7 separate regions of the Mus musculus genome follow, and all the other regions are linked to region 1. A link is a contact called in public ChIA-PET, Hi-C, HiChIP or PLAC-seq and promoter capture Hi-C data. All regions are on one chromosome and are shown on one strand. Each heading gives the region's core, a stretch centred on a gene start, on an enhancer-like site or on the middle of the called end of the contact. The rest is flanking DNA. Distances are from core to core; before and after follow the strand shown.

What was found. Promoter capture Hi-C pulls out the DNA fragments that hold promoters and counts their contacts. A called contact is a pair of places that touch in the nucleus more often than the background predicts. ChIA-PET counts read pairs in DNA pulled down with a chosen protein or histone mark. HiChIP or PLAC-seq counts read pairs in DNA pulled down with a chosen protein or histone mark.
Region 2: a promoter capture Hi-C map of cranial neural crest shows a contact between it and region 1. The contact joins the enhancer-like site here to the promoter of B230319C09Rik in region 1. A contact is called at or near these places in 3 of 39 promoter capture datasets (the C10 cell line, cranial neural crest and fetal liver), 1 of 484 Hi-C or Micro-C datasets (erythroblasts) and 1 of 115 datasets of contacts at active chromatin or transcription factors (embryonic stem cells).
Region 3: a Hi-C map of the G1E-ER4 cell line shows a contact between it and region 1, with 2.8 times the contacts expected there. The contact joins the enhancer-like site here to the promoter of B230319C09Rik in region 1. A contact is called at or near these places in 1 of 39 promoter capture datasets (neutrophils), 2 of 484 Hi-C or Micro-C datasets (the G1E-ER4 cell line and erythroblasts) and 1 of 115 datasets of contacts at active chromatin or transcription factors (embryonic stem cells).
Region 4: a contact with region 1 is called in an H3K27ac HiChIP or PLAC-seq map of microglia, with 6 times the contacts expected there. The contact joins the promoter of Dok1 here to the promoter of B230319C09Rik in region 1. A contact is called at or near these places in 1 of 39 promoter capture datasets (pre-B cells), 1 of 484 Hi-C or Micro-C datasets (embryonic stem cells), 3 of 115 datasets of contacts at active chromatin or transcription factors (embryonic stem cells, memory CD8 T cells and microglia) and 1 of 9 other capture datasets (embryonic stem cells).
Region 5: a contact with region 1 is called in an HNF4G HiChIP or PLAC-seq map of pancreatic cancer cells. The contact joins the promoter of Dqx1 here to the promoter of B230319C09Rik in region 1. A contact is called at or near these places in 2 of 39 promoter capture datasets (cranial neural crest and pre-B cells), 1 of 484 Hi-C or Micro-C datasets (embryonic stem cells), 4 of 115 datasets of contacts at active chromatin or transcription factors (embryonic stem cells, memory CD8 T cells and pancreatic cancer cells) and 1 of 9 other capture datasets (liver).
Region 6: a FOXA1 HiChIP or PLAC-seq map of pancreatic cancer cells shows a contact between it and region 1. The contact joins the promoter of Pcgf1 here to the promoter of B230319C09Rik in region 1. A contact is called at or near these places in 3 of 39 promoter capture datasets (cranial neural crest, embryonic stem cells and second pharyngeal arch cranial neural crest), 1 of 484 Hi-C or Micro-C datasets (embryonic stem cells), 3 of 115 datasets of contacts at active chromatin or transcription factors (memory CD8 T cells, microglia and pancreatic cancer cells) and 1 of 9 other capture datasets (adipose tissue).
Region 7: a contact with region 1 is called in an RNA polymerase II ChIA-PET map of memory CD8 T cells, with 39 read pairs. The contact joins the promoter of Wbp1 here to the promoter of B230319C09Rik in region 1. A contact is called at or near these places in 8 of 39 promoter capture datasets (the C10 cell line, cranial neural crest, erythroid cells and 4 more), 2 of 484 Hi-C or Micro-C datasets (cardiomyocytes and embryonic stem cells), 2 of 115 datasets of contacts at active chromatin or transcription factors (memory CD8 T cells and pancreatic cancer cells) and 2 of 9 other capture datasets (adipose tissue and liver).

The regions. Positions count from the first base shown.
Region 1 is chr6:83,439,861-83,443,323 of GRCm38.p6, forward strand. B230319C09Rik (RIKEN cDNA B230319C09 gene) reads left to right here and starts at 1,895. Exons shown (of 3, transcript NR_028382.1): 1 at 1,895-2,245; 2 at 2,727-2,817. Tet3 (tet methylcytosine dioxygenase 3) reads right to left here. Exons shown (of 12, transcript NM_001347313.1): 3 at 1,357-1,413.
Region 2 is chr6:82,985,752-82,989,214 of GRCm38.p6, forward strand. All of the region lies in intron 4 of M1ap (meiosis 1 associated protein), which reads left to right. Among named protein-coding and RNA genes, the nearest start is that of Gm32644, 35 kb to the right of the region's middle. Within about 2 kb of position 1,905, at least 22 of the 459 cell types and tissues checked have an H3K27ac peak or open chromatin away from gene starts, as enhancers often do.
Region 3 is chr6:83,008,717-83,012,179 of GRCm38.p6, forward strand. All of the region lies in intron 7 of M1ap (meiosis 1 associated protein), which reads left to right. All of the region lies in intron 2 of Gm32644 (a long non-coding RNA gene), which reads right to left. Among named protein-coding and RNA genes, the nearest start is that of Gm32644, 12 kb to the right of the region's middle. Within about 2 kb of position 1,500, at least 56 of the 459 cell types and tissues checked have an H3K27ac peak or open chromatin away from gene starts, as enhancers often do. A contact at or near this core is called in the G1E-ER4 cell line, where this site is marked.
Region 4 is chr6:83,031,726-83,035,188 of GRCm38.p6, forward strand. Dok1 (docking protein 1) reads right to left here and starts at 1,746. Exons shown (of 5, transcript NM_010070.4): 1 at 1,646-1,746; 2 at 1,042-1,341; 3 at 810-903; 4 at 506-690; 5 at 1-335. The coding sequence starts at 1,705. Loxl3 (lysyl oxidase-like 3) reads left to right here and starts at 2,480. Exons shown (of 14, transcript NM_013586.5): 1 at 2,480-2,564.
Region 5 is chr6:83,056,350-83,059,812 of GRCm38.p6, forward strand. It overlaps Dqx1 (DEAQ RNA-dependent ATPase), which reads left to right and starts at 1,495. Exons shown (of 12, transcript NM_033606.3): 1 at 1,495-1,790; 2 at 2,081-2,386; 3 at 2,568-2,761; 4 at 3,090-3,463. The coding sequence starts at 2,159. It overlaps Aup1 (ancient ubiquitous protein 1), which reads left to right. Exons shown (of 12, transcript NM_007517.4): 7 at 19-85; 8 at 193-295; 9 at 410-529; 10 at 629-744; 11 at 927-1,045; 12 at 1,149-1,333. The coding sequence ends at 1,185.
Region 6 is chr6:83,076,870-83,080,332 of GRCm38.p6, forward strand. It overlaps Pcgf1 (polycomb group ring finger 1), which reads left to right and starts at 1,521. Exons shown (of 9, transcript NM_197992.1): 1 at 1,521-1,609; 2 at 2,026-2,131; 3 at 2,247-2,399; 4 at 2,565-2,636; 5 at 2,771-2,876; 6 at 3,053-3,086; 7 at 3,185-3,271. The coding sequence starts at 1,553.
Region 7 is chr6:83,119,914-83,123,376 of GRCm38.p6, forward strand. Wbp1 (WW domain binding protein 1) reads right to left here and starts at 1,548. Exons shown (of 5, transcript NM_016757.2): 1 at 1,290-1,548; 2 at 859-963; 3 at 272-374; 4 at 1-131. The coding sequence starts at 1,358. Ino80b (INO80 complex subunit B) reads right to left here. Exons shown (of 5, transcript NM_023547.2): 5 at 1,852-2,451. The coding sequence ends at 1,915.

The DNA of each region.
Region 1 (3,463 bases), core at 645-3,144:
CTGACACACAGGAGGAAGCAGAACCCCACCCCGCCGGTGTCACCACACAGACAGCAAGGTGGCAGAGTGCCATTTCCAGCACCCCCTCAGTGCTTCCCACAGCTTTCCCAGGAAGCAGGAGGTAGATCGGCAGGAAAGACTAGGGGCATGCAGGGACACTCACAGCTCGCCCACCTGCTACCTAAGCAACCAGGCTCAGGGCTTCCTCTGTGCAAGGCAGAGCCCCACCAGGCCTGGCCTGCCCACCTGTCACCACACTCATCCCAACCTTTGCTCTTTAGAGGCAGCTGAGGTGTTCTTTTCTGTCCCAGTCCCCCTCTCCTCCCCTCCCCAACCTCCTGGGCCAGAGGCTACTGCTGAGTAATTCCAAACTTAGAGTGAGCCCCTGGCCCTGTAAACCCGGGCAAACTAGAAGGAACCTACTGAGCGGGACCTGGCTAACCTAGGCAGATTAGTCATAGATTCTTGATCAGATTCTCCCCAGACTCTTCATTCTCCTCTCCCCAAAACCTACACCACCCTCTGAAAAACCCACCTGGAATGGCTCAAAGCCCCTTTCTCTGCTTCCCTCACACCAGGGAACACTGCCTTCCCAGTCTCCCAGACACCAAGTGGCACAGAATAACAGCAGACACCCGCTGGCTTCCCAGCCATGATGTTGCATCAGCCCCCACCCTACCCAAAATATCCTCACCCCCACCACCTCCTCTCCTCTCTTCAGCCATCTCCATGGTGACAGCAGCATGACTAATGACACCCTATCAGCTTCAGACTCAGGAGTGCAATTCTCCCTCCCCCTTACTGTCTTTCACCCCCACTTCCCCGAGACAACGCACCCCGGGGATTTCTGCAGATTGGAAGCAAACCAACAGTGCCAGGGCCATTCTCCAGAGATTTCCAGAGGCAGGGGTGGGAAGTGGGTTGTACGTCTTTAAAACACACACACACACACACACACACACACACACACACACACACACGCACATGCGCACACACGCACAGCGCACACATATACATACAGTTCAACAAACCAAACGCCAAACCCCAACTGCACCCAAACCATCCAGCTGAGAAAGCAAAACGAATCCAAACAAAACCCACACAGGCCTGAGAATTCATTGGCCGCCCACACTCGCGCCGCCCCTCCCCCTCAGCTGCTGCTACACACACAGTGGGAGATTAAGGGATCACCAGAGGAGACCCTTTATTTTTATCCAATCCAGTCAAACACTTCACCCCCACCGTGCAAGCCCACGTATACACACACGCACACATACACACACGCACACATACACAAGGGCAAGCGCGCACGCACTCACGTACACACACACACACACACACAAACACGCAGGGTACCTTGACAGTCGCCCCTTGTGCCCAGGGCCCCGTTCCTTCACGAGCATTTATTTCCACCTGCAAAAGAAGCCAAAGACACTGGTGAGGCAGGCCGGTAGCAGGCAAGGAGCAGAGCAGTCCAGCACAGGCCCCAGCACACTGGAGGGGAAGGGCCCGGAGAAGAAAGGCTGGACGGGACCATCTTCCTGCTCCAGCTGCCTCCCCAGCACTGTTGGGCCCCTGCGCCTTCCAGTGTTTTGTTTTCCTGCTTCGGTTCTCCGGCCTCTGGAGATCCCCGGGACCCGCTCGCGGCCTGCACACGGCCTCCCCTCCCTTCCAGGCCCAGCGCTCTACCTCGGCCGGCCTCCACTACTGCATCGGCCGCCGCCGGGCCTCCCATTATCCCCGCCGAGGGAGCGCACCGAGGGAGGCACTGCAGAGGCGGCGGCCAGCTGCCGGCTGCTCCCGCCCCGCCAGGCTGGTGTGCAAGGGGGCGGCGCGCGCGCCAGCCAATCCCGCGCCCGGCCCTCCCCGCCAAGGACCTGCCCAGCAGCCAGGCAGGGGCCTTGGTGGAGGGAGCCATCGCCACAAGGGCTGCTTCCCAGGCAGGCCGGGGATCCCGGGGCACCCTCCTACCCCTGGCAACATACACAAGACGTCCCCTGCAGTTCTAGCGGGTGCAACTGGAGTACGGCGAAGGGGTGGGGAGCGGCAGTATGTGGGTATCCCATACCGGCCACTCTCAGCCAGAGCAGAGCTGGAGCTCTGGTTCTCCAAGGAGAATCCAGGGCAGCAGAAGCCTCACATCCATCCCCCAACCCCGCCCCCCGCTTTGCAGACTGCAGATGAGTGGAGTAACTTACCGAAGGTGACACCGCTAGAACACAGCATAGCTCAAACTCCAAGCCAGGTCAGTCCTCCCTGAAGACCATATCCTTCGCCATTCTATAGTTCTACTCCCCTGCCCTCTTACACCCCACTCGGAAAACTGGCTATAGCCCATATAACCTGTGCTTCCCCAAGTCCGCTATGCCCTCTCCGGCATAGCCTTACAACCGAACAGTACTGAAATGCAATTTTCTTAAACAAGTTTCTCTTCTGGAGAAGATCCACCAGATGACCCGTCCAAAAAAACGCCCTGGGCTCCCCGCCCTTAAGAGTTTCCTTCTAGTTCTCTAACTATAGGCATACCAAGGGTTCGGTGACCAGGAGACCATGGTGGGGGGCGGGGGGGGGGGATAGCAAGGTCCTAGCAATTCACCTTCTGGGATTCAATACCCAGGCATCCTCTTTTGTCCCATCCCCCTCTCGGAAGGGGAACATCCAGGCTTCTACCTCACTTTGGTACCCACATATCCCATTCCTAGCCTGTGGTAACTTACCTCTCTTAGCCTCTCTCTGCTCAACTGAAGAATGGAACCAGCAGCCATTTCATGCAGCTGTGAGGGCCTGAGAAGGCACAGAGCCACTGCCTGACACAAGGTAGGTGCTGCTGGCTTCCAGCACTCTACATCTCTGCCAGAGCTCAGGGTGCCTTCTCATTCTCACGGATGAGTAAGCTGAGGCCTGAGAGAAGTGACTCACAGATGAGCACCCCTGCTCCAGTGACTCGTTCTATTACCCATTCCACCCCAAATGCAGAATTGTGCCCCACCCCAGGGCCCCCAGGGGGTGTTCAGAATCAGATAAGTTCTTTAGGAGCGGGCCAAGCCTGCTTCTGGTATATGGAGGCTTCAGGGCCCACACCTGTCTCCCCTTTGGCACAAGAGGCAGTCCTACTGGGTCCCTCCCAGAGCAGACAAGATAAAGGGACAATGTCCTAAATCATGACTTGATGTGACAAACTGCATGTTTGTCTTTTAACTCACTCCTGACCAGCCTACATGAATCCCCTTCCTTCTCCTGGTTCCCTAAAGCCCTGTGCTATTAAGCCCTGTGCATATGCACCCCACACAGAGAGACAGTGTGGACAATATCAATACTGCCTCTTCTATGGCAGTCACAGTGCTTCAGGCCCCCCCCCCCCCGCTACATACCAAGCCCTGTGCCAACCATGCTGTAGGTTCATCTCATTTTTCTCTACACACAGCTTGTTTTCAGGAGAGGGATATGGAGAGTATTGGAGGAT
Region 2 (3,463 bases), core at 655-3,154, 450 kb before region 1:
ATGTTAGATAAAATATCAATATCATTAGAACAGAATTTAGTTCTCCCCAAAATGACCTGCTAACTGATTCCAATCAAAATCCTATCAGAGTTTTTTGTTGATTTTGTTTTGACTTGGTTTAGTTTTGAAACAGGGTCTCACTGTGTAGTTCTGGATAGCATGAACTTGTGGCAATACTCCTGCTTCAGCCTCTTGAGTGCTAGGATTACAAGTCTGTACTGCCACGCCCAGCTTCATTTGTTGATTTTATTCTGAGGCAGAGTTTTGCTTTACAAAGCCTAGGTTATGTGTAACCTAAGCTGCCCTAAAAAAATCACATTCTCCTATGTCAATCTCAAATGCTCATCATAAATGAGATTACAATTACTATACCTAGCTCACTTTTTAAAATTAATCTGATGAACTAATCCCATGCAAAGTGTATATGCACTCACACGCTCATGTGCATGTGCACATTGAAATTAAGGTGCATGTTAAAGCCAAGGGTGCAAAGATGACTCATAAAGTTGTTAAATAAGACAGTATTGGAGGGGCTGGAGAGATGGCTCGGCTGTTAAGAGCACTGACTGCTCTTCCAGAGGTCCTGAGTTCAGTTCCCAGCAACCACGTGGTGGTTCACAACCATCTGTAATGGGATCAGATGTCCTCTTCTGGGGTGTCTGAAGACAGCTACAGTGTACTCACATAAAATAAATAAATCAATCTTAAAAAAAAAGACAGTACTTGGGCTTATCATATGCTCAATCACACATCCTTTGTTTCATATGCATGATGCTCTGGGTTTAACACACAGCACTGCAGAAAATAATATGTAGTGTCATACTGACACAGGAATAGACCATTTGTCCTGTCCAGAACTTATTACTGAGCCCAGAAGCAGAAAGTCACATGAAAACATAATGTGTGGTGTGGCTGCCATGGAAAAACAATGAAAATAGATTAGTGTAGTTACTAAATCATGCTGGAACGATCATTGATCCTTCAGGAAAAAAGAGAAGTTGGATCTCTACTTTATAAAACCTAAATATGAGAGAGAAAACTTTTAGAAGAGAATGTATAAGAAAAAACTTAATGACTGTAGGTGAGGAGAAGGAAGAATTTCATATGAGACACAAAGTCTGCTAGCTACAGAAGACTGAAGAAGCATCCCTATAGTAAAATCAGAATTCCTGTTTGTCAGAAGACACCATGGAAAAGGGAGTCAGAAAAACCACACCTACAGCTCTCACTCAAGTAACCAGCGAGAAGTTGCTGTCTGGAATGCAAACGTTGTAACATCATCATAAAGTGGAGCACCACAGCTGAGAGGAACGATGCTCATGAATGTTTATACGGGGGGTGGGGGGTGTTGGGGGGGTGGGGAGAGGCAGGCCACTCATGGCATATAGAAGACTGTGCTTCTTACAAAGCTCCAGGAAGTTAAAGCAATGAAATATTACTTAAAGCAGTAACCTTTTTAAAAGAGAAAGAATGATAAGGAAGTTCAGCATAGCAAGGCTTCCTCTGAGGAGGAGGGAAGAGCACACAGACATGTCGTGCTATTCATGACATTCTGTATCTCAAGTTAACAAAAGAGATTCATGATGTCTGCTTATGGCTGAGCTTTTAGAGCTTACAAGGGCACACCTGATACGTCTTCATTTGCATACGATAAAATTTTTATACTAGTCTTCTAAAGAATGGATAAGTAATAAATATGCCAAAACTCGGGAGGTCACAGTGATCAATATACTTTGGCATCCAGACAGCATCTGTCCAGGTTGACAACCGTCTGCACTGATTGGGTATGTGAGTCTTGAAGCAGTTACAAATCAGCTTAACGAGGCTGTCAGCGAGCCTACAGTTCTCAGCCGTGTACACAAGGATATCAGGTTCCTTTGCTAAGTGCTCACAAACCATCTGTTTAAAATTTCCTCCTAGAGTTTACCAGGGATCGATGTCAAGATCCTTGGAAAGGCAGCCTATCCACATGTGTTCTCAGGAAATACCAAATGTTAACAATCCAAACAAAGAAGATGGAGATTCATTGCTCCTTAGAAGAGTCCAGAAAGAAGTAGGGGTAGGGGATTGGAGGGTCCCCTCTGTACTTTAAGCAGTTGTCAGACTCTGATGTCTTACAAAATAGGCCAGATGAGCAGCTGCGCATCGAGTTTGTCTTGGATAACTGCATTAAAGTCGTTTTCCTGTGGCATTAAGTCTAAATTAGAAGCTCTGTTGTGTTTGCTACCTAAAGATTTTTAACCCAGACAGACATGTGTTTCATTAAAAGAAGCCGTGATCTCAGAAAAATAGCATCCCCTCCTTTTATACTTAAATGAAGTGATAGGAATTTAGCAGCATATCTGAAATTACTTGAAAATGGCGATTTTTTAAAGTTTGTTCTTGCCGGGTTGAGGAATAGTCTACATACCAGAAGTTACATGCATTCAACATGTACAGCTCAGTGAGTTTTCACAGTCCTGTACCCCTACAGATCATCACCCCAGTCAAGATATAAAATCCTTGCATTGTGCTCAAAGGCCCCTCCTCCCCTACACACACACACACACACACACACACACACACACACTCAATCCCACCCTCCGCCCTTTACTTCCCATTTTACAAAAGTAGAATCATACTATATATATATATATATATATATATATACTTTTGTGTCTGACCTTTTTCATTCAGATGTTGAGATTTGTCCATGGTGTTTATAACAAGTCTTTATTGTTGAATAGTAATATTTTACATAAATAATTTGTTTAACTATTCACCTGTCAATGGACACTTTGGTTTTCTATTTTTGACTATGAGTAAAACTGGTATAAATGCCTACACACAGATCTTTCCAGGCATGGATGCTTTCATTTCTCCTGAGTCCTTATCATTTATCTTTTCTAATACATGTACTTTCAATTCATTTGTGGATTTGTATTTAAAGTATATTGAGCCAGGCATGGTGGCAAGGCCTTTAATCTCAGCACTTCATAGGCAGAGGCATGTGGATCTCTGAGTTCAAGGCCAGCCTATCTACAGAATGGGTTCCAGGACAGCCAGAGCAACACAGAGAGACTCTATCTTGAAAACCAATAAGAATAAGAATAAGAAAATTTGGGCTGGTGAGATGGCTCAGTGGGTAAGAGCACCCGACTGCTCTTCCAGAGGTCCGGAGTTCAAATCCCAGCAACCACATGGTGGCTCACAACCATCCGTAACGAGATCTGACTCCCTCTTCTGGAGTGTCTGAAGACAGCTACAGTGTACTTACATATAAATAAATAAATCTTTAAAAAAAAAAAAAAAGAATAAGAAAATTTGTTGTAGACAACATATTATTTATTTATTCTGATAACCTCTAAGTTTTACTTGGAATGATACTCCATTAATAATTATTTAAGTGTTGATATGGTTAGTTTCATGTCTATTGTTTTATTCTGTTGTTTGTTAATTCTGTTTGATTGGTCTTTTTTTCTCC
Region 3 (3,463 bases), core at 250-2,749, 430 kb before region 1:
ACAGGCACAAAGGAAGGGGCAGCACAGCGCTGTGTCTTTCACTGTCAGAAGCAGGCTTCTTTTCCTGTTTCTTTTGGTGTCCACCCACTGAGTTCCTGTTTCTGGTCTGAAGAACGGCCTCTCCTCTTTGCAGAGAAGTGACACAGATCAATCACTTCTGCGACTGCCCCTCAGCTCAGTTTACTTAGGTTCTCCACCCACTTCCTCAGAGTCTCTGAGATGATCCATCACTCAGCAAGCATTTCTCCCAGTGCTTTCAATCCCTTTTCTTTTCTTTTTGACAAATTGGAGGTTGAACCCAGGATCTCACATATGCTAGTCACTCTACCCTGATTCTATATCCCCAGGCCTCCATTTGTTTGTTTGTTTGTTTGTTTGTTTGTTTGTTTATGTATTTAGTCTGAGACAGGTCTCATTTTAAGTTACCCAGGGACTTGAACTTACTCTGCAACCCAAACAAGCCTTGACTTCAAGACCTTCCCATCTCGGCCTCCCTGACCTTGCTTTTAATACAGTTGTTGTTTTGTTGTTGTGTTGTTGTTTTGTTGTTGTTTTGTTGTTTAAATAAAGGCAGGGTCTCATGTAGCCCAGGTTAACCTTCTGAAACTTGCTATGTAGCTGAGGATAGCCTTTGCTTCCCCAGCATCGGTATGCACAGGCACCGCTATACTTGGCTTAATGCTTATAGTAGAGGATTTTTTTTTTGTTCATTTCGTTTTTTGTTTTTTGAGACAAAGTCTCTCCCTGGCGTAGCCCTGGCTGTTCTGGAACTCACTTTGTAGGCCAGGCTGGCCTCAAACTCACTAAGATACTCCTGTGTCCACTTGCTGAGTACTAGGATTAAAGGTGTACACCACTATGCCTGGGGAGTATGTGATATTTTAGACATTAGCATTTTAACACATTTTCCTGAAAATATGCATCCTTCAACACTCTTGCCAGGATTATAGTCCAAGACAATGAAGTAAAGACATATAAAACAAGACGTGCATCTCAGTGTTATTTACAGTGGTGGAAAATTAGAAATAACTTAATGTCTTAAATGGATGAATGGATGTCCTGGTTGACTTTTTGTCAACTTGTCACAAGCTAAAGGTATCTGGGAGGAGGGACTCTCAACTGAGAAAATGCTTCTGTAAGACTGGTTGGTAGGCAAGTCTACAGGGCATTTTCTTAATGTGGGAGAGGCCATCCTATTATGGGTGGTACCTCCCACTGGGCAGGTTATTACAGGATATTTTATCTCACTGTGATCAACCCAGAGATTGTTATTTACTGAGAAAACCTGATTTTAGTTGTAGTGTGGCTCAGCCTTAGCACACACCTTTAATCCAAGAGCTTTCTGATTAAATTCTATCCAAGAGCTTTCTGTAAACGGATTAAATAAAGTCAAACATAGGTCAAGAGGCGGAGCAAGCAACCAGTAGACAGGAAGTGAACATCAGATTATTAAGGGAAAAACAACCATAGACTGTAAGAGGGACTCAGGAGGACAGATAGCGAGACGCACAGGAAGTAGAAGGGACGGATACTCTGTTTGATGGAGGTTTTCTGCGACAGGGTGAGAGAGAGGTTCTTCTAGGATGTGGACTGAGGAGGAAGGTCAGCTGGGTGCTTTCTCTGCCTCTCTGAGCTAGCAGGCTTTCACCCCCACATCTGGCTCCCAAGGCTTCGTTGCTAAAATCAAACAATTGAGGTTTTATTTAAAAACTACATAGGTGGCCCTGAGTTTCATTTTTTAAAAAAGTAGTCTGAGCAAGCCATCGAGAGCTTCTTCTGTGCTCTCTGCTCCTGTTCCTGCCTCCAAGTTCATGCCTTGAGGTCCTGGCTTGGCTTCCTCTGAGGACAGACAGACAGACAGACAGCTGAAACAAACTTTTTCCTCCTGATGTTGCTTTTGGACTTGGTTTTGATTCTCCTTTGCTCACACTGTAGGCTTCAGTATTTCACTAGAACAGAGTCTGCTCATTCATGGTCTCCTTTTATGTCTGTGTGTTTGTGTGTGTGTTTGTGTGTTTGTGTGTTTGTTTGGGAAGTAGGAGGTTTCCACGCTGTAATATGCATGGGAGTTAGGGGACAGCCATCAGGAGTCGTACTCTGTGTGGGTCCCAGGGATCTTGATCTTCCCACTGCCCTCCTAGTGGGAGGAGGGACAAATCAGTTTTCTACATCCATGCTATTTGAATGACACCTTCTCTGCGTGGCATAAATCCCAAATGGCAGCACAAGAGAGAGAGAGGGAGAGAGAGAGAAGAATTTTTCACAAGCTTCAAGTCATTCATTCGACAAGAAATAGTTTTACACTTACTATGTGACAAGGCTTATTATTTGGTTTGAACATGCCTGACCCTGTTTGCACAAGTTGCCCGAACCTTGGTTTTTTTTTTTAGATCTTTATTTTTATTAGCCTGTATGGATATATATCTATATGAGTGTACGCCGCTTGTTACAGGTGGCCACCGAGGCTAGACCTGGAGTTTCAGGCAGTTATGCCCTGGCTAGCATGGTTGCTGGAACCAAACTTGGGTTCTTTGAAGGTCGCAAAGAGCTCCTAGTTGCTGATCCGTCTCCACAGCCCTGTGTGTGCTGAACTTTGCCTCCATCTCTGGTCCGGGATTTTTACATTTGGTTTATTTGTCCTTTTCAAATCCAGTGCCTCCTCAGTTCCCCGTGCAATTCTCTGTGCCCCCGCCTTCCCACACCGGGGTTCCCCACAGCCAACTCCTGTTCTAACTTCTGTCTTTCTGTTAATAGAGCTCTATCATTGTCTAAGTCACCCAGGCTTGAAACCTCATCCACTTTCAGCCATGGTGTCCTTTACACTCCAGTCACCTGGGGCCACCTCAGTTTTCCTCTCCTAAATTGGAGTTGTCCTTGTTTCCTGTTCCCAATGCTTTTCAAAAAACTTTTTCGTGAACTCCTAACTTCCCTTCCCCAGCTCCATTTTACCTACGTGGTGAGACTACATTAATCTTTCTCTCTTTCTTTCTTTCTTTCTTTCTTTCTTTCTTTCTTTCTTTCTTCCTTCCTTTTCTCTTTTCTTTCTTTTACTGTTTATTTTTAGACACAGGCTTACTCAATAACTCTGGATGGCTTAGAACTTAGTATGTAGACCAGGCTGGCCTCGAACTCACAGAGATCTGCCTATCTCTGCCTGCATAATGCTGGGTCTAAAGGCATGCACTACCACACCCAGCCTCACCGCCTTCTTGGGGCAGTCCTGACATTGAAGTTTCTCGTGCCTACACCCACTCATTTAATGAGCCTCACCTGCCTGAGAGATCTGTCCATCAGCGTCATTACCTGGATCCTTACTGTGCTAATCCAGCCCTGTTTTACTTGTGCTTTAATACTGCACTCCTTCGCGAGCTGGAGCTGGGATGCTCTCAGTCTCTCCCCTTCTCAGCCTGGCTTAAGCATGGCAGTAAGTCTGCCATCTACAGCTTCAAAATACTGTGTGTCT
Region 4 (3,463 bases), core at 496-2,995, 410 kb before region 1:
GCCCCAGCAGGGGTGCTGCCCAGGGGGTCTGAATATACAGAGTCCTGAGAAGGGCCTGGAGGAATTCGCAAGGAGTCTAAAGGCTCCGCATATAGGGCTGGAGGGCTGCCCAGGGGGTCCTGGGGAACAGGAGGGGGAACTGTCTTCCCCTCTGTCTCCCCATCATGGGAGTCAGTTCTGAGGATATCCTGTGCCTGGCCCACCTTTCCTTGGGCTTTCTGCTGCTGGATGGCAGCCTCAACTGCCTGAAAGATGTCATTTCCCTGAGAAGTCTGGAAGGTGAAGGTCCCAGGGCCTGAGGGGCAGCGGCGACCAGCTTCAAAGGAGAACATTACCTGAGGGGGTGGGGGAAACACGTTAGGCGTGTCATAAAAAATGAGTCACAGGCCTGACCAAGTTACTGTATCTGCACAGAAGAGACCACCTGAGAATGGAATTGTCACCTACAGCTACTCAACCTGGTAGCCCTCCCTGACGGGTCATCCTCCCAGACAGCCCCATGCACCTTGTCCCGGCCATAGCGACGCAACAGAGTGTAGGGCCAGAAAAGGAGCGGCTCCAGGATTTGACTCTGCGCACCCAAAGTCAGGAGAGTCAGCTTCTCAGCTTCCACCCTCAGTATGTAGGAGCCTTGCAAGCCGCAGCGTTCAGAAGCCTCGGTCTTCTGCGAGGTTACCCAGAACTGGGATCCTGGAAGAACACATACGAAGGAGAAGGAGCGCTGGGGCAAGTTAGGGACTCGGTTGACTCCAATCACTAGCTCCCCAAGGGCACCTCTTCAACCCACTCCATTCCTGCCAGACATCTACCTTCCCAGGTGGGGCTGTACAGCGAATTCTCCAGCATCTCCAAGGCAGAAAACTTAGGTTGGTTCTCCGTCTGCGCCAAAGCCCAGCCGCCTTTCTGCAGAAAAGGGAACATGGAAGAATTATATATAATTCTCTTGGGTCTAGGGTAGGTGCAAGAAGTCCAGTGCCTCTATAATAGCTCCATCCTCGCAGTGTCCCTTAAGCCCAGAGATGCCCACCCCCAGTCACTCACCGGAAAGGCGGTTCTGCATAAAGTCTGCACCCAGGCGGTGCTGGATACGGCGTCCGCCGCCAGCAGGTGCGAGCGCTGTGCGGTGTCCAGGCGGAAGGCAACAGCGCCGGGCTCAGGGGGACTCTCCACAGTCACCGGCACCACGCTCACACATTCAGCCAGGCGTATCATCTTGCAGTCTAGACGGCGAGAGCCGCCTCGACCCCCTCTAGAGCTCGACCCCTTGTGATCAAAGAATTCCAGCCGCGCCACGCCGTGAGGACTGGCTGGGTAAAGCACAGCCCAAGTTTTCCTCCACCTCTGGGAAAGAACGAAAGACTCGAGAGTGCGCGGTGGTAGCACGCGCCCCACAAGGAAGAAGAGACCCATGAAGGCCGATCTGAGTCTGGGGCTTCCCAGGCTGAGCTACTTTCCCAAAGATAATGGCATCCCAAGACCGCACCAAGGAGGGCACAGCCCGAGACTTTTAAGGGAACGTCTTGGGGATCTACAATTGCCCGCGCGCCGTTCCGACCTTCTTCCGGCCCCTTCCCTCTTTCTGGATTCTTTCACCCACTTCTAGTCCAGAGGGGTTTCGCCATCCCCCACGCCACAAACAAACTACCTTGGTCCCGAAGCGCTGACTCTGCAGAAAAAGCGGACCCTCCATCACAGCCCCGTCCATGGCCCAGGCGATTCCTTCCGCGCTTCCTGGCCCGGAGGGCTGGGGGCGGGGCGGGGCGGGGCGAGGCTGCAGGGTGCCGGAGGCGTGCCCGCCCCTCCCCGGCCCCTGCGGCGGTGATGGGGGAGCGGAGGGCTTGGAGGAAAACGAGCCATCAGGAAGAACTCAGGGAGAGCTCACTAAAGCCTTTATCTTTAGTGGTGCACACAGTGGCACCACTCAGGGAAGCGGTGATCACCAACCAGGGGCCCTAGTGCCTGGGGGGTGGAAGCTGAGAGTGACGACATATGTTTAACGTGACATCAGAGTGAAGGCCGTGACATCACCTGCAGGCACCTCGGGGGCGCCATAATGACCAAGGGAGCCATCGGGACAATAGTTTTCTTTGTGGGACCTTTTCTCATGGCCCAGCCCGGGAATTGGACTGGACTGTTGTTGATACTCTGTCTAGTTGGGGATGTGGAGGAACGGCTACGGGCTGGAAAGCTTCCCGTTGCCACAGGGGCCGTCCTGCTGTCCCGAAACCGTTTGCAAGTCAAGCACCCTGAATACGGCTGCCGGGCCTCCAACCTGCGGGAAAAGAAAGCTTCATTGAGCCGGGAGGAGTGGGAGGGGGTGGCGTGGCTGCAGCCAGCTCCACAGGGGAGGGGAAGATCTAGAGGAGGGAACTGGCCTGGCCGGAATGGAGGGAGAAAGCGGAATGTGGGAGGGCTCTAGGGGACGTGGGAGGGACCAACGAAGAGGGGAGAGGAAGGGGGGGTCCAGTCTCCCCTGGCCGAACACTTTTTTTCTGAGAAGTCCTGAAAGTAATCTCCAGGACCAGGACTCTGCTTCCAGCCTCTGGAGTTGTGCCTAGTCGAAGGTAGGGGAGTTACTGCTGGCCAGCGGGAAGAGGAGTTGGGGATGGAGAGGATGGTGGACCAGGAGAAACGCTGATTTGGGATGGAGTCGGGAAAGCCAACCAACTGACAGTTTTATTATTGGTCAAGGAGCGAAACAGAAGAGTGGAAAGCTGAGCAAACTGTTGGGGATGGAGGCTTCAGGGTGCAATTTGCAGGCCCTACGCTGAACACCAGGGCTTCGGAGCCAAATGCCCCCAGAACAAAGCTGTCTTGTCTGAGTTGGGGGAAGCAATGGAGGGCCCCCCTTACTGTGGAGGACTGTTTTCAGCCTCGGATAGAGAAGGCCTGAGCTGGGGAGCTAGCCCTAGCTTCTGGTTGCCCAGTGACAGAAAAAGAGGTGTTCCAGGGAGCTTGGATAACTCCATACCAAACCCTGCCCAGCTTGAAGCCTAGGTCTCCTGGAGTCCCTGACCCTGCAGCATATTTGCCAGCCCATGTGCTAGGGAGGGTGGCAGAAGGTTCTCCTACTCCGGTTAGCCTCGGCCCTTCCTGCATGGGCATCTGCCCCCATAGGAAACTGAAGAGTCTTCTCATTCATAGTGCTGAGATTTCCAGGGCTGGGCTCCCAGGCTCCCCTTGCCTGTGATGCCATCTGTCTGTCTAACTGCATGGGTCTTGCTGTCATTTCTCCTGTGCCTGCACCTTGGCTTTTATTCCCTCTCCTCATGGTTTTTGCCTCTCTGTGTCATTCCCCATTACTCTGTGCTTTGGTTTTTTTGGTTTGATTAAAACCATCTATCCATATTCAATGTGTCTCTCACCCCGTGCCTTTCTGTTTTTTCCCCTTCGTTCCCACAGTCTCCCTTCCTGTCACATCCTGTCTGGGTCGTCCTCTCTGTGTCTCTTCCCAATATCTCTG
Region 5 (3,463 bases), core at 245-2,744, 380 kb before region 1:
GGGCTCTGGTTTTTGTAGGTGGCTTCATCCCATTCGTCGACAGCTAGGGGAAGAGAGTGAGGAGTTTGCGCTCCGTGTACAACAGGTGGTAGTGAACAGGGGTGTGGTGGAAGTGGGGGGGTCCCTCCCTCCTGGGGAGAAGGGGAAGAAGACCTGACGAGGCTACAGCTATAACCTTCCAATTCTCCCTAGCTGGTGGCCAAAGAATTGGGCCAGATAGGGACACGGCTCACTCCAGCAGACAAAGCAGAACACATGAAGCGACAAAGACACCCCAGATTACGCCCCCAGTCAGGTGTGTGATCTGGGCACAAAGATGCTTGCTGCGCTTGGTGGTTTTGCTTCCCTCCTTACGCGTGTCTGCCTCTCTCAGTAATCCACTCACCTCATTTTTTTTTCTTTTAAACAGTGCAGTCTTCTTTTCCTTCTCCTCCCAGCCCTTCTTCTGATGTGCAGCTGACCACTCTCGCTCACAGAGTCAAGGAGGTTCTGCCCCATGTGCCATTGAATGTCATCCAGAGAGACCTGGGTATGGGAAAGGGTAGCATCACAGAATGGCAGACACAGGAAAATGGGTCTCAACAGAGAAGGGGTACAGGGAGTGGACACTCTGCCCCTCTCTTCCCAGCCAGGACTGGGTGTGTAGACTTGACCATCACAAACCTGCTCGAGGGGGCTGTGGCTTTCATGCCTGAAGATGTCACTGAGGGATCTCAGTCCCCGCCTGCACCCTCTGCCCCAAAGGTGAGACCTGGAGTAGTCAAGGCCAAGACTTAAGGGCAGGTCTGGGCAGTCTCTGCTCCCTCTCCCTGACTTCTCGCCTTGATGTTGAGACCCTAGCACAGTGCCTCTCTTGCAAAGTAGGCATTCGATGGGTGTATAATGATGATGACTTCGCAAGCCCTCTGACATTGTGATCACCTCAGTTCCCCAGCTCGGGCCTGGCGACCCCTCAGCCCACAGCCCTAACGTTTGCCAAGTCTTCCTGGGCCCGTCAGGAGAGCCTGCAGGAGCGCAAGCAGGCACTGTATGAATATGCAAGAAGGTGAGAGGGTTAGAGGACAATATGTGAGAAAGAACAAGTTGGAGAAAGGCCTGATGAAGCTGATGTGACAAAGCCTATACACTCTCTCCCCCATGTCCCACAGGAGATTCAGAGAGAGACAGGCCCAGGAGGCTGAATGAGCCCAAAGGAACAGGATGGTACCCAGAGCCGCAGGACGGAGACTGGGGGCAGCCCTCACCCAGCTAACAACAGGCCGGATGAGTGGGTGGTAAAAAGGGAGGGATGGGGCTCCCCCAATCTCACATTAAATTCAGGGTTTTCACTCAAGGTCTCTGTTGCCTCTTTGGGTTTCAAAAGCCCCTTGAGCAGGTTTCTTTTCCTGGGTTGAAGACTACAATATGGGTGAGAATGGTCAAAATGGAACTGTGAAATTACACTAAACTGAAGACAAAACAACTGGATCCCAGCTCAATTATAGTGTAGGCTGTCACTCCAAAACTACAAGTCCCAGAATGCATTTCATGACTATAGTCATATAGGCTCAGTTATACAAGCTCAGGGTGGCATCAGGAACCTGCTTTCCATAGGTTCCTAGCTAAGCTGACCAAGGTGGAGCAAAAGGCCCCTCCCCCCAAAATAAAGCTCTGGGATTGGAGTTTGAGCTCAGCCTCCCGGATGGGGCCGGAATTTACCTTTGTACTCCAGGGAGGCCTGGGTTGGTGTGCCTGGCTGGGTGTGTCCAGAACTGGCTGCCATCCTGACCGTGTCCCAGAGCTGCTGGCAGGTTTGAATCCAGAATCATTAATGGCCCTACCTACTGTCCCCTTCTCTCATCTCCAGATTTCTTACTTTTCCCCACTTGGGCCTTTCCCACAGATGACTGCTTCTTGTAGCTCCTGCTGCCACCGTGGGTCCCTGTGCTAGTCACAGATCTTTACTACTCAGGGATCCCAGCTACAAACAGGGTGAAAGTCCACTGGTGATGTCCTCTTAGAGACACCCAGCACGGTTTCCTGGGAAGGATGGACCCCAAGGCATTCTCCCCTGTGGGATAACGTTGGGGATCAAGCTGAGATGGGAATTCAGTATCAGTCACCAGACCCAAGGCCTTACTGGCTGCCCTGCTTTTCGTAGGTTCTATGAGCAGCCACCATGGCCTCTGGGCTGGCAGAAGAGTCTGAACTGAGTCCTGGGGAGTCTGAGCTGGCTGTGAACCCCTTTGATGGGCTCCCCTTCTCCTCCTGCTACTATGAGCTGCTTGAGCAGCGTAGAGCCCTGCCCATCTGGGCTGCTCGCTTCCTGTTCTTGGAGCATTTGGAGAGTAGCCCCACTGGAGTGGTGCTGGTATCTGGGGACCCTGGCTCTGGCAAGAGCACCCAGGTGGAGGAAGATTCTGGGAGTGGACAAAGGGCAGGGTTAAATGTGCTTTTGCCTGGGTAAAGGAGAGGGGATGTGGGCGAGGCTGACCCACTGGGTGGTAAGGTTCAGGGATCCCAGTTCAGCTGGCCATAGTTGTCTGAGGTTCTCCAGTCCTCTGACACATTCCCTCTCCCTACCCCAGATTCCTCAGTGGTGTGCAGAGTTTGCGCTGGCCAGAGGATTCCAGACAGGACAGGTTACAGTCACTCAGCCCTACCCTCTGGCAGCCATGAGCCTGGCTTCAAGGGTGGCTGATGAGATGGACCTGACCCTGGGTCATGAGATTGGATACAGCATCCCTCAGGAAGACTGTACTGGGCCCAACACCATGCTCAGGTGGGCCATCTGCAGTCTGACCTGAGCTTAACTCCCCCTGTGGAGTGGAGACAAACCCAACTGCCTATTATCTCCTTATACCCTCAGCTCAACCTGCAATGGAGTCATGTGATACAAACCTCACTCCCCTACCACAAGATACAGGATATAGTGCATAAACCAAGTGCTCTCAACAGAGATGTGGGATCACACTTAATGGTCCACAGGCTTAGGACATCTTTTTCTGTCCTTCAGTATCAGAATCTGGGCAACTTGGGGAAAAAAAATACATGGATTTTGGTCTGGTCCATGTCCACACTGACTCCCTGCCCTCTACGAATGCCAACAGGTTTTGCTGGGACAGGCTATTTCTGCAGGAAGTAGCCTCAACCCGGGGCCCTGGAGCCTGGAGTGTGCTGATACTGGATGAGGCTCAGGAGCGGTCAGTGGCCTCAGATTTACTACAGGGGCTCTTGAGAGATACCAGACTGAGAAACCTGCCAGGGGATCCCAGAGTGGTTGTAGTTACCGACCCAGCGCTTGAACCAAAATTCCAGGCTTTCTGGGGCAATTCTCCCATTGTGCGTGTGCCCAGGGAGCCTGGTGGAGATCCCACCCTTGCCTACAAGGACACTGTCCCTACCGACCTGGTGGAAGCTGCCTGCCAAGCTGTGCTTGAGCTGTGTCAGCAGGAAGAGGCACCAGGAGATGTGCTGGTGTATC
Region 6 (3,463 bases), core at 271-2,770, 360 kb before region 1:
CTGCCCAGCTGGAACTCACTTTTAACAGTTTTCTTGAGGTCTAATTTATGATACGCTGCAAGTTGCAAGTATTTAAAGTGTATACTGTAATTGGTTTTGCCCCATGTACATGTCCACTAAACTAGCACCACCATCAACATGAGAAACACATCATCAAAAACGTGTGTTCTTTGTAACCTATGATCAGAATCACTTTGCCATGCTGTGGGAAGAAAGGTCTAAAGAGGGAACGATATAGACATGGGCAAGCAGTCAAGACCTGCAGTGGCTCAGAGGTGACTAGGTGGCCTGGGCCAGGAAGGTAAACCATAGCTGTATGTAGTCGATTAACAAGTCTTTAATACTTTCCTGACGCTTATGTACTACCACTTATGGGGTAACAGACATACACTCCTTTCTGTGAGGTTCCTGTTACCTTCAACCTAATTATTCCAGTTCTTTTAGACCCCATTCCTTCCATTGGGGCTCTCAATCCACACCTGTTTCTTTGGTCGTTCCTCTTCACACTGCCTTTTTTTTCTATTTCCATCACATTTATACCTCTCGTGCATCCATTTGTCAATCATGCCCACACAAGAGTCCCAATTTTCTCCAGAGAGCCTTTCAAGTTTCCGCCAGTCTCTCCCCTCTCACTCGAATCTCCAGTTGTACTCGATGCTAATAACGCTTCAGAGTAAATTTATTCTTTTAAAATTCCGCCGTAGGGACCCAGTGATGACAGTGTACCAGACCCGGGAACCCCTGTGTCCTCCCCAAGTGCGGGCCCGGGCCTATGCTACTGCAGGCACTCGCTGCCCAAGTCTCCTCGCTGTCAATCCTCCCCTCCTCCTTCGGCATCTGCTCTGCATTAGTCTGTCCCAGGCCTCCGCAGGCGCCGATGATTAAATCATCATCATTAGCCAGGGCCTATTCTCCCCATCCTCGGCAGCAGGGAGAGAGTGGGGAGTAAGAGCTCCCGGTTCCCCGGGGGGTCTCTCCCTCTCCACCCCGCCCAGGGCACCCTCTCCCAGACTTCGCGAGCCCGGAAAAAACTCCCGCGGCGCAGACGGGAGAAGGCCCGCGGCTGGGACGCAGCTCCGCAACGCGGACGCCGCAGCGGAGCAGGACTGCACTGTATAGAGAGGACCCCGGGTCGGAGGCGAGGTCGGGTCCCAGGACTCCCACACTCCGGAGCTGTAGCGGCGGGCGATAGCCCGGCTTCGGGGTCCCAGGGCACACAGGCTCTCTTAGCACAAGCTACCGAAGTTGATCCAGAGGTTGTGTGCGCGCCGTTGGAAGGACGCCCGTGGGAGCGTGCACCGCAGAGACCCTGCTTCACTCAACCCCCCTCCATAACGACCACCGATTGTTGGGGGGGCAGCGGGCTCAGGTGAGCACACGGGGAGCTAAAGAGGGGGCGAGGGCGGGGTGTGCCGGAAAACTAGCCAATCCGGAGAATGTGAGGCCCTCGTTGCTAGGAGACAAGTCCCGCCCCGCAGGCGGTACCGGAAGTGGCGGGCTGGGATCAGCCTTTAAGATGGCGTCTCCTCAGGGGGGCCAGATTGCGATCGCGATGAGGCTTCGGAACCAGCTCCAGTCAGTGTACAAGATGGACCCACTACGGAACGAGGTGCAGGGGCAGCGGGATGACTGCTGGGGTCCGTTAGCTGTGTGAACCCAAACGAAGGAGAGGACGGGTGGCGGCGGGATGGGCGCCCAGTGCGCTTGCGCAGCCACGGGGTGCGCGATACGCACGCGCGATTCTGGCCGAGTTGCCAAACGCTGGACTTGGACGCTTGCGCGTTGTGTCTCCGACAGCGTCTGGTCTCCCGAGGGAAAAAAGAGAGTCAGGCGGGTCCGCGAAAAGAGAGCACCCGCTGTGCGCGGAGCCCTCTGCTGGGCGAAGGGGGAGCTCACTCCCCCGTCTCTTCTCGGGGGCCAGACGACCCAGTCCAATAACAAACTGCTCTGTTGCTGGGAATTGCAGAAGGTGAGATGGGGTGGGCTTGCAAGACCAGTGGGGAGTGACTGAGGGTGTGTCCACAGGAGGAGGTCCGGGTGAAGATCAAAGACCTGAATGAACACATCGTTTGCTGCCTGTGCGCGGGCTACTTCGTGGATGCCACCACCATCACAGAGTGTCTCCACACCTGTGAGTGTCCCGGATCCTGTCTCTCCTCTTCCAAGCTGGCTGCCAGCCTCTGTGCTGCCTGTCCCATGTGTCGGGTTCCCAAGGGACCTGAGCATCTTCGTTTCTCCTCTTACAGTCTGCAAAAGTTGTATCGTGAAGTACCTGCAAACCAGCAAGTACTGCCCCATGTGCAACATCAAGATCCACGAGACGCAGCCGTTGCTCAATCTCAAACTGGATCGGGTCATGCAGGACATAGTGTATAAGCTAGTGCCAGGCTTGCAAGACAGTGAGTGGCCACCTTATATTTGTGGGGCCTCCTGACTCTAATGCTGGGTGGCACCTTGACGTTTTGTTCCCAACAGTTTTGTTGGGAATCAAAAAAATACAAAGATAAAGAGGTCAACAGCCAAAACAAAGAGAATTAATATGGCTGCCCTTCACCCCTCCTTAGGTGAAGAGAAACGGATTCGGGAATTCTATCAGTCCCGAGGCTTAGACAGAGTCTCCCAGCCCAGTGGTGAAGGTATGTCCTTGGTGCTCATTTGGGGGAGGGGGGCAATTAAAGCCCTCAGAGCATCTCTTTTGCCTGGTTTTGCTCTCTGGGGAGAAGAGGGTATGGAACCTGTACCAGCCTCCTCAATATCTACTTTTCCTCAGAGCCAGCCCTGAGCAACCTTGGCCTCCCCTTCAGCAGTTTTGACCACTCTAAAGCCCACTATTATCGATATGATGAACAGCTGAGCCTATGCCTGGAGCGGCTGAGGTGAGGGGCAGGTCAGAGGTTGCGTGAAGTGATACTACTGGTGACCCAGATGCTAAGGGACTTGGGGGGAAGGGTGAGGGAGTGTCTGCTCCCCTGAAGAAAGTGTGCTGTGGTGCTTGTGCTAGGTAGGAGACAAGAAAAGTGGAACCCTCTAACTTGTATCTGTTTCCATCCAGTTCTGGCAAAGACAAGAATAAAAATGTCCTTCAGGTGAGAGGGGTTGAGGGGAGGGCCCCTTTGAAGGAGCCGTTTCTCCCAGCAACCCTTCCCTCAGACACCTGTGCCCTCCCCTCCTTCTCTGTTCCTAGAACAAGTATGTTCGGTGTTCTGTGAGAGCTGAGGTCCGCCATCTCCGAAGGGTTCTGTGTCACCGACTAATGCTAAATCCACAGCATGTAAGTAAGCCCATCATGTTACGGGGAAAACAAGGGACTGAAAGGGGAGGGCATGTCTGGCTTGCCAGCTTGTACCTGGAAGAAAGCTCAGGCCGGAAGATCACTTCAAGTTCAGGGCTAGCCTAGGCTATATAGTGAATTCCAGGCTAGTCTGGACTCCAGAGTAAGACTTTGTTTACAGGAGCAAAAAAG
Region 7 (3,463 bases), core at 298-2,797, 320 kb before region 1:
TGCCCCATGGTAAGCCAACAAGTTGATTTCACGCTGCCGCTGTTGCTGTTGCAGCCTGAGTTTAGCCCTTCGGTGGCGGAAGGCACAACAGCAGCTAAAGAGGATGAGGACAGTCCAAAGCAGCCAGAACCCTGCAGGAGGCAAAGAGGGCACAACTCAGACCACCACCCCAGACTCCAGCCCTAAGCAGAGAAGGGTCTTTGGTAGCTGAGTTCAGAAATCCAAGGGAGGATGGGCATGGAACCTGAGATGGATCCCTTTGAAGACTCACACCAGAGTTCATAGTAGTAGGTGCAGCAGCCAGTCTCCCCACAGCAATGACCAGTCTCACAGAGGTAGGGCTGGGTATTCACTCCTGGGCACAGCTCTCGAAGCTGGAGGCAAGGAGGCACTAAGAACCAGGGGCTTCTACCCAAGGCCCTGTCCACCCCCACCTCCTGCACGCACATACAGTCCCACCCACGAGCCGACCTAGCTTGGAAGGATGGCATGGGATGCTAAAAGGAGGGTCTATATGTAGGGCTATCAGTATGGAAGATTTAAAATGCCAGAAACTAGTGAGAAAGTAAAGTGTAAATACAGAGAAAGTGATATCAGTTCTTTAAACCCAATACTTTTCTCACAGAAGCCTGGCCCCAAGGGTGGTTTTTTGTAGGCTAATGTTTTAAAAGAAACAAAACATAGTGTGACAATGGGTAGGAATTTAAGGCCATTTCCAAAGCTAAAAAGCTTTCAACATCTCCCACCCCAAAGGTCTGCCTCCCACACCCCCAAGATGGTTTTTTTTTTCCACCCCTGGGTCTCAAGCTCCCTGGGGTAGAGGAGGCACAGTGTGAGACCCAGAGCAGTGCTCCCAACCAGATGGGATTGCTGTGGATGATAAAGGATGGTATCCAGGGCGCGAGTCTGGGTTCCAGCTCGTCTCCAAATTGCTCCCTCAAGAGAAGATGCTGCCGGACTCTGCTGTGACAATAGGCACAGAGAAAAACATCACAAATAACTGCTGCAAGACAGAGGGAACCTCCCTGGGGGTTTCACTACGCCTCTGGTAACTGGAGAGCCACTGCAGGCTTGCATTGCAACCATGAGATGGGGTCTAAGAGGGTGCAGGTAAAGTCAACTGCATCTACGTAATAAGTCTAGACAAAGAGTAGAATGGTCATGTTCAGGAACTTCAGAGTACCTTTGGCTCCATGAGCTCCTCCCCCACCCCGGACAGGAAGTGACAGGAAAGGGGAAAGAGAAATAAATGGCTGTAGTGAGATAAGCTTTTAGAGCTGCTGGGATACCTGCTGTTGCGGCGCCTGAAGTGACCCCCAGGCCTCTTCGCTGCTGTTCCTGCTGCTGGCCCGAGCCATGCCTCCACCTACAGACCCCTGAAGACCACAGCCTCCTCCACCGCCAGCTGCCCCGCCCCTGCCACCTCTGCCGCCACTTCCATGGTCCCTGCCCGGCCCATCGCCACCGGTGCCACCATCACTCCGCGGCCGGAGCTCCCGGCCGGGGAGAGCACCTCCAGAGGACACAGTTGCTCAGTCCAGCCAATCAGAATCGCTAACTAACAGATCAGCCAATAGGAACCGGTCACAGGTTTCTCCTTTTGCCCAATCCGCAGCGGCGCCTGTGCCGCTCTCCCAGACAACAAGAACTCACACAGACAAAGACAGGGGAAAGGCTCGACCAAATGCCTGACTGACAGCAACAATAGCCAGTACGGACAACAGAACAAGCTTTGACTTATCGGCCAATGAACGGCCGTTCAGCACAAAAATTTTCGCCGATTGGCTGAATGACTTTACACACTCAGGTTCAGACTCCGCCGGCTTCCCACTCCAGCAATTCGATACAAGCTGAGGCACTGTACGAAATTTAATAGGGTGGGGGAGACAGCAGGAATGTGGCGTGGGAGAGGTCTTAGGTGGCCAGGAGTGGGGACCCCGGGCCCTCGGGCCCTCCCAGCCGTAGCTGCAGGTTGATGCGGTAGCACTGTAGGCTGCAAAGGGCCTGGCCGGTGCGGGAGCAGGCATAACGACGCGGGTGGGGGCAGCCGGGGACAGAGCATCGTGGAGCGGGGCCCGATGGGGCAGGCCGCTGTGCCACCGCCGTGGGTGTGGGAACGCCGGGAGGAAAAGACAAGGTGGAGCCCTGTGCCCCGCTGCAGTAGCGCACCATGGGTGCAGGGGCCGGGGCAGCAGCCCGTCCTCCGCGCCGCTCGCCCCGCGCCGCCCCGCGCCCTCCACGCCCGCTAGGAGCGGCCGTCTTGGTGAGGCGCTCAATTGTCTGATTTTTGTGCTCCTCGGCCCTCCTCGCCGCCTGCAGCCGCCGCTTCCGTGCACGCTCCTCACGCTTCAGCAGCATCTCTTCGGTGAGGGCAGGGGCAGGGCAGCCCCCACCCACTGGCAGAGGCAGAGTCGGGGACGGCTGGCTCCGCGCCTTCTGGAGGAGGGCTCGCTGGGGAAAGAGACAGAGGATGTCTGAGAACCAAATGGCGAGGTTTTTGGGGTCACCCACCCCTATTTTCGTTTGTTTTTGTTTCGAGGCGGTCTCACTATATAACTTTGGCTGCCCTGTAAGTCACTATGTAGACCAGGCCAGCCTGGAGCTCACACTCTTGCCTCTGTTCCCTAGGTGCTGGGATCAAATGCTTGTGCCACTGTCCCCATCTTTAGGGACCCTTAATACCACACTTCTCTTCCCAGGGTTCCTGCCTCTCACTCAGGTCCAAAGGAGGAAACAAAAGTATGGTACCCTGCCTGCCCCTTGTGTAGGTTTTTGTTGTTGCTGTTATTTTAAATAGTATCTCAGGAAAAAACATCAACTTGGATTTGGCTCAAACCAAAAAGAATTACCCTGGATTCCTTTTTTCTCCCACTAAGTAGCTACTTCCGTCATACATCCAGGCTTCAGTGCAGGTTTCTCTATTCCTTTTACTACTTTCTTCTGGACTCGGGCCATCACCAGCTCTCCCAGTTTCCACACCCCATACCCCTCTCCCAGTTTATTGATTGATTGTGTCAGGCTATCTATATGTATTTTTAGATGCCTCGGAATTTGTAACCATCCTCCTGTCTCTCAAGCTCTGGGGCACAGGTCTGCGCCACGACAGCCTACACTTCAGCAGCTTCCTAAGGAAATTCCTTACCCCTACTAAGCTTCACAGCACATAATTGCCAAAGTAATTAAGCCAGCTATGTCACTTGTCAGTATATATCCCCCTGGGTGACCTGGCCACACTCTCCTTCTGGGTCTCTGTGCCCCTGGGCTCTATGTCAGCTGGCCTCTCTGTCTGAGAAGCTCCCCTGGTACTGGAAATGTCATCTCTTCAAAGGCATTCTAGACTGGAAAGACTACTCAGCGGCGAGGAGCACCGGCCCTTGGGGAGGACTCTCATTCAGTTCCCTGCACCTACATGGCAGCTCTCAACTGTCTGTAAATCTAGTTCCAGGAGTTCTGATGACCAATG